Linked DNA regions of Muntiacus reevesi: region 2 is linked to region 1. The links are chromatin contacts, called in public Hi-C maps. All regions are on one chromosome and are shown on one strand. The core of a region is the stretch at or near the end of the contact, and the rest is flanking DNA. Distances in the headings are between cores, read along the strand shown. Region 1 holds the start of TOMM6 (translocase of outer mitochondrial membrane 6). Region 2 holds the start of TAF8 (TATA-box binding protein associated factor 8).

Region 1 (2,700 bases), core at 101-2,600:
TATTCGGATGCGGGTTCGAGTCCGGCCCCGACGCTGGAGAGCAGGGCGTCCCCGGGTAAGGGAGGAGAAGGTGAAGATCAAAGGGGAAGGGGGCAGCGGCTTGGGCTGGGCTGAGGGGGGTGGTTCTCCCGGGCTGGGACCCTCACCCCGGTCCCACGCCGTCCCGCCCCTCCAGCAGCGCCCCCGTTCCCCCCACCGCACCCCCAGACCCGAGCTTCGGGGCCCGCAGCTCTCACCGCGCGTCCCTGGCCGGCGCGCTCCAAGGGCCTCCAGAACCCACCCCGCGCCGCCGTTGGGGCTGCGGCGCGGGACTCGCTCCTGGGCTGGGGCCGCGGCCGCCCTCTGCTGGGCGGAGGCGGGGAGGGGCGGGAGCCGGGAGCCGACCCACAGCGGCGGCGCGCACGGCTCGGGGCGGGGCGGGAGGCTGGGCCCGGACTGGGACTGGCTTCTGACCGCTGCCCCGCCCAAATCTGGGAGAAGGAGACTCGCGGCTCTGAGATGGGCGTTTCTGACCCCGCCCGGAACAGGAGAGGAGGGGCTCTGCAGAGTTGGAGATCCGGACTGCGCCCAGTCGAACGCCGCGATCATCTCCCGGGCAACCCTTCTCGCCACTGCCGCCAGCTCCAGTCTGGAAACACAGAGCAGGATGCTTGGATCCAGCGCAGAGCAGAAGTATCGAGCTGGGGACCACACGGAGGCACGCCAAGGGCAAGCGCAGGGCCGCCTAGAGACGCCCCTTGATCCCAAGGAGGATGCTCCCTGTCCCACCTGCTCCTCTTCCTCTGAATCGGAACCCGAAGGCTTTTTCTTAGGCCAGCGCCTTCCCCGGCCCTGGGAGACCCCGGCCCCTTTCCGAACTGAGGACAGCGACACTTCCAGGAGGCACTGTACCATTTGCTAGTGGCGCAGCCTGGAGAAAGGGGGGTTTGGGGGGTGAGGAGGATGGGATCTGTAAGGCGAGAGAGCGAGGCTCTCCTACCCCTCTAAGTCCTAGACTGAATGCCATCAGGACCAAGTCTGGGGAGGGGCGGCGAGATGACAGGTTTGAGTGCTTCCTCTCAGCCCGCGCACTTTATGACTCTTCATGGAGACTCTCGGAGAAGCCCATTCCTCAAAGCTACGCATCCCCAGCTGAGTGCCCCTGCCCCAACCCCACAGGCTGGGCGGCCCCATCCCCAGCGTCCTCCTCCCGAACCAATGAAGTGATCACTCGGAGAACACCTGTACTGTGAGCGGGTGCGCCAGCCGAAGGCCAGGAGGGAGCTGGAGGTGGAACCCGACCAGGGAGACTGGAGCGGGGCGGCGCCTCCATCCCTGGCCGAGGTGGCGGACGCGCACCCGGGAAGTTCTGCAGACGCGTGTGGGAGCGCGAGCCGCGGCGCCCTCTGTCGGCCGGTAGCCGGCGGAAGTGTGAAGCCGGAAGTTGCGTGATCTGTCGGCGCCCGCCCGGTGCGTGGTGAGCGTTCCTACGGAGCGCGGAGCTGCTGCCATGGCTTCCAGTGGGGCAGGCGTGACCGCTGCAGGCTCAGCAAATGAAGCTCCCGAAATACCAGACAACGTGGGGGACTGGCTTCGGGGCGTCTACCGCTTCGCCACCGACAGGAATGACTTCCGGAGGTAACCGAGGCCCGGGGGTCGGTCCCTCTCCGGCCCTTCGCGCGCGTTATGCGTACCCTTGGATTTCCCTTCCTCCGGGCTGGTAAATCCGATTTTTTTTTTACACCACCCACATCTTGGCCTCCTTGTGGCTCTGACTGTGCTTTGCTGAGGTCCTTGATCGGGAGGATTTCCGTGCTGCCGAAGCACTTTTTTCAGTCACCGAGCTCTGTCTAGAGAATCTGCTCATGGGGACCCTGGGGGAGGGGGCGCCAACAAACAGGCTTTTTGCCCCTAAACAAGTGTTTAATTGGCCTTTGCGTTTGACCCTGCTCTTATTAGACGTAGAAGCGAACCTTAAATAACCATGTGGTCTTGGGCAACCTATTATGTACCGATCAGTGCTCCTAAGATTCTGAAGTGCTTTTGCCTCAGGAGGGGACGGTTTCTTCCTTGGGTGATGATGGGAACCACCCCCACCCCCCAAGTCTCTTGTTAACCAAAGACACGTGACTCGGTGACCACAGGATTAATGGGATGCGTTCTTTTTCTAGGAACTTGATTCTCAATTTGGGACTCTTTGCTGCTGGAGTTTGGTTGGCCAGAAATTTGAGTGACATTGACCTAATGGCACCTCAGCCTGGGGTCTAGCCTGTGAAGGTAAGCACTAACCACTGTTCTTTCAGAAGTCCTAGAGGCTGGGAGAAGAAATAACTTAGATCAACTGTTCACAGACTAATAGGAAAGAGACTTGACAAAAGACCCTTGGCTGTTCCTAGTTAGATATGTTTCCAGATGTTGCAAGGGCTTTGAGTCTCTTAGTAATTTTTACTCCAGTAATACCACGTTTCTAATGCCACCTGTTGTCTGATTGCAGACACATGGAACCCCTGTGCTGTACTCAACCCCTTCAAAAACAGCCTCCAATCTGTGACCATCACAAGACTTGCCCTGCTGGCGGCTGAAGTTTGTTCCAGGGGGCACCTTCCCTTCCCTGCCTTCTCTTTGCTGAGTCCACTCAGGACACCCTTCTCTGGTCAGCAGGCAGCCTTCAGCTAAAGTGTTGTCTTCTGTTCTGTAAAATGCTGTACATAGTTCCTAAGT
Region 2 (2,700 bases), core at 189-2,688, 190 kb after region 1:
CTTGGTTTCTCCAGCCCTCAAGCCTACCTTCTCCGCAGGTGAGCCCCCGGAGCACGGACCGTGGCCGCACACACACTCTGCCGCCGCCTCTGGCTTCTGTCTCTGGGGAGGTGTGTGTGTGTGTCGGGGGGGTCGCCACCTCCAGCCTCGGGGAGGGGCGTGCACCCCTCCCCCAGGCGCCCAAACAGAACCAGCCTCCGCCGCCGCAGACGCGGCGTGTTTACAAAGTCGGCGCCTCGCCGCCAATCCCGAGTTTAAAGCTGGGCAGGAAGTGGGGAAGAGGGGGCGGGGGAGACAAAGGGGCTGGGTGCTCCGCTCAGCGAAGGTTTGGGCCCCGACTCCTCCCGGCGGTCGCCCGGCGCCGCGACCCTGGCCCGCAGACCCCGCCCCACGCGCCGCAGGTGAGGGGGTGATGCGCCCCCCAGGCACAGGTGCTCCCTGCGGGCAGGCGCGGCGCAGGTTTCCAGACATCAGCCTCCGAGCGTTTTCCACTCATCCGTTCGCCACGCAGGAAATAAACATGAGGCGCTGCTGCTTGACCTCTTACTCTACGTCTGCACAGTCATAGACCATTCGTCTGTATTAACTCACCCCCCACGCCGCCATCCATCTCATCCTATCCTAGTTTTACAAGAGAGGAAACAGGCACAGTGAAGTCAGGCAATGTATCCGAAGCCCCAGAGCTGGCGAGTTCTGGGGTTCAAATCCAGCCTCTGCGTCCTGCCAAACACCCACAAACGGGGCGGTGCACGGAAGACCCCCCCCCCCCCGCGCCATCCGGAGGGGGCTGACCCGCGAGCGAACCACAGAAAACCACAGGCACCGCGTGGACACAACGGCCTGGGAGGGGCGTGCAAGCCCCCTCCCTGGGAGGGAGACGGGCAAGCAACAGCCTCCAGCCAGCGGCGCCTTCGGGCTCGCCCGCAAACACCTGCAGATTCACACAGGGCGAGAGGGCAGCGTGATGCACGGAACACCAGGATTAGGTCTGTGAAGCTCTAGTTCCAGGTGGGGCTGCGGGGACGCCAGCACAAAACAGGGTTTCCTGCTCAGGAGAATCACCTGGAGACTTAAGAATACAGATTCGCAGGCCCCTCTCCTAGAAAGCAAATCATGGGGACCCAGCGGGACCCCACACAACCATCCAGGCAAGTTCGGAGCGTCCCAGGGATGTGCTTTTCATGAAAAAGCAATTTCACTTCAAAACAGGTGTGAAACCGTGGGCTTATTTTCCGGGGCAAACTTCCGGGGCTCACTGAACCCACCGCTCACAAAAGGTCACGTGAGCCGGGGTGGGGGTGGGGGGGGGTCACCCCGTGGACCTCGCAGAGCCTCGGAAAGCTCCGCGGGGCGCGCGCCGCCCCGCCCCCTGGCTCCCGCCCCGCCCCTTGACTACAAGTCCCGTCGTGCCCCGCACTCACGCACATTACGGCAGGGCAAGATGGCCGACGCGGCGGCCACTGCCGGGGCTGCGGGCTCCGGAACGGTAAGGGCGGGAGGCAGGCGCGGGGCCGGAGCCGAGACAGTCGGGGCATTCGGCAACTTTCCCTCTACCGGGCTATGAGCCCATACCCAGAAATCCAGCCCCACCCTGAGCCCTGCGTGGAGGAGGGTCTTTCAAGACGTACCTGACTAACCCCCCCCCTCGCCCCCGCCATTCTCGAGACTTGGCGGCGGCCTCCGGAGTCGGTGGACCTGTGTACTGATTGGCCTATTCTTTGTTGGGTGGGGGGGGGGAGGGGTTGGGAACCCGGAACAGCTCCTGATTGGTCCAGCGAGGCCGCTTTCGCCTTCTTATTGGCCCGCTAAAGTTGGGAGGGATTCCCATTTCAAAATAATTTAGGTTTCCTACTTTTCCCTGTCCTCAGCATCATGTGTTGTTTGTTGCTTTGACTCTCCTCGTTAGTGAAATGGTGTGGAGATGGGAAGAACGAGAGAGACAGAGATCACTTTTTTCCTGGGTGATGGACGCGAGTTCCAATCCCATCATGCATGTTTCTTCAGCTATATATTCTGAAAATCTGCTAAAATAGAAAAAACAGCCGCTTTGTGTTACTGGAATTGTTAAGTGTTAGGTAGGCAGAAAGGCTGTCTCCGAATTTAGAACCCCTAGGATGCTCAGTTACTGTTCATTTGGCCAAGAGCTATAAATCCAAAGTACCGGTAAGTATTTAGCAAAAGAACCTTTGATTGCCAGTGACAGTATGTGAGCTCTGTAATTGCACCACTGTCCAGTGAATAAAAATGTTCTCTCTTTCTGGGCTGCTGATTCACAGAGATCAGGAAGTAAACAGTCCACTAACCCTGCTGATAACTACCATCTGGCCCGGAGGCGAACCCTGCAAGTGGTTGTGAGCTCCCTGCTGACAGAGGCAGGGTTTGAGAGTGCTGAGAAAGCATCTGTGGAAACACTGACAGAGATGCTGCAGAGCTGTAAGTACCTGGAAACAATAGGAAACAGTAGGCCCTCTTCCAGTCAAACAAACATCTGTTCTGTGTTCTGCATCATGATAGTGTTGAAAATGTTTAAAAAAAGGAAGGACATTATTAAGTGACCTACAGGCTTTAGAACAAGATAGACCTTATTAGGTCTAGGTGTAAGGATAGGTATAAGTTCTCACTCTGCCACTTAATAGCTTGGGTCAACCACTAAACTTCCTGAATCTCAATTTCCTTATTTGTGAAAAGGGTTAAAAATTT

Evidence for each region. A called contact is a pair of places that touch in the nucleus more often than the background predicts.
Region 2: a Hi-C map of muscle shows a contact between it and region 1, with 6 times the contacts expected there. The contact joins the promoter of TAF8 here to the promoter of TOMM6 in region 1. A contact is called at or near these places in 2 of 3 Hi-C or Micro-C datasets (blood and muscle).

The regions. Positions count from the first base shown.
Region 1 is chr20:17,396,822-17,399,521 of mMunRee1.1, forward strand. It overlaps TOMM6 (translocase of outer mitochondrial membrane 6), which reads left to right and starts at 1,351. Exons shown (of 3, transcript XM_065913359.1): 1 at 1,351-1,617; 2 at 2,151-2,256. The coding sequence starts at 1,490. The coding sequence ends at 2,247. PRICKLE4 (prickle planar cell polarity protein 4) reads left to right here. Exons shown (of 7, transcript XM_065913360.1): 6 at 1-55; 7 at 528-913. The coding sequence ends at 901.
Region 2 is chr20:17,584,800-17,587,499 of mMunRee1.1, forward strand. TAF8 (TATA-box binding protein associated factor 8) reads left to right here and starts at 1,439. Exons shown (of 9, transcript XM_065912392.1): 1 at 1,439-1,486; 2 at 2,277-2,433. The coding sequence starts at 1,442. CCND3 (cyclin D3) reads right to left here and starts at 393. Exons shown (of 5, transcript XM_065912294.1): 1 at 28-393.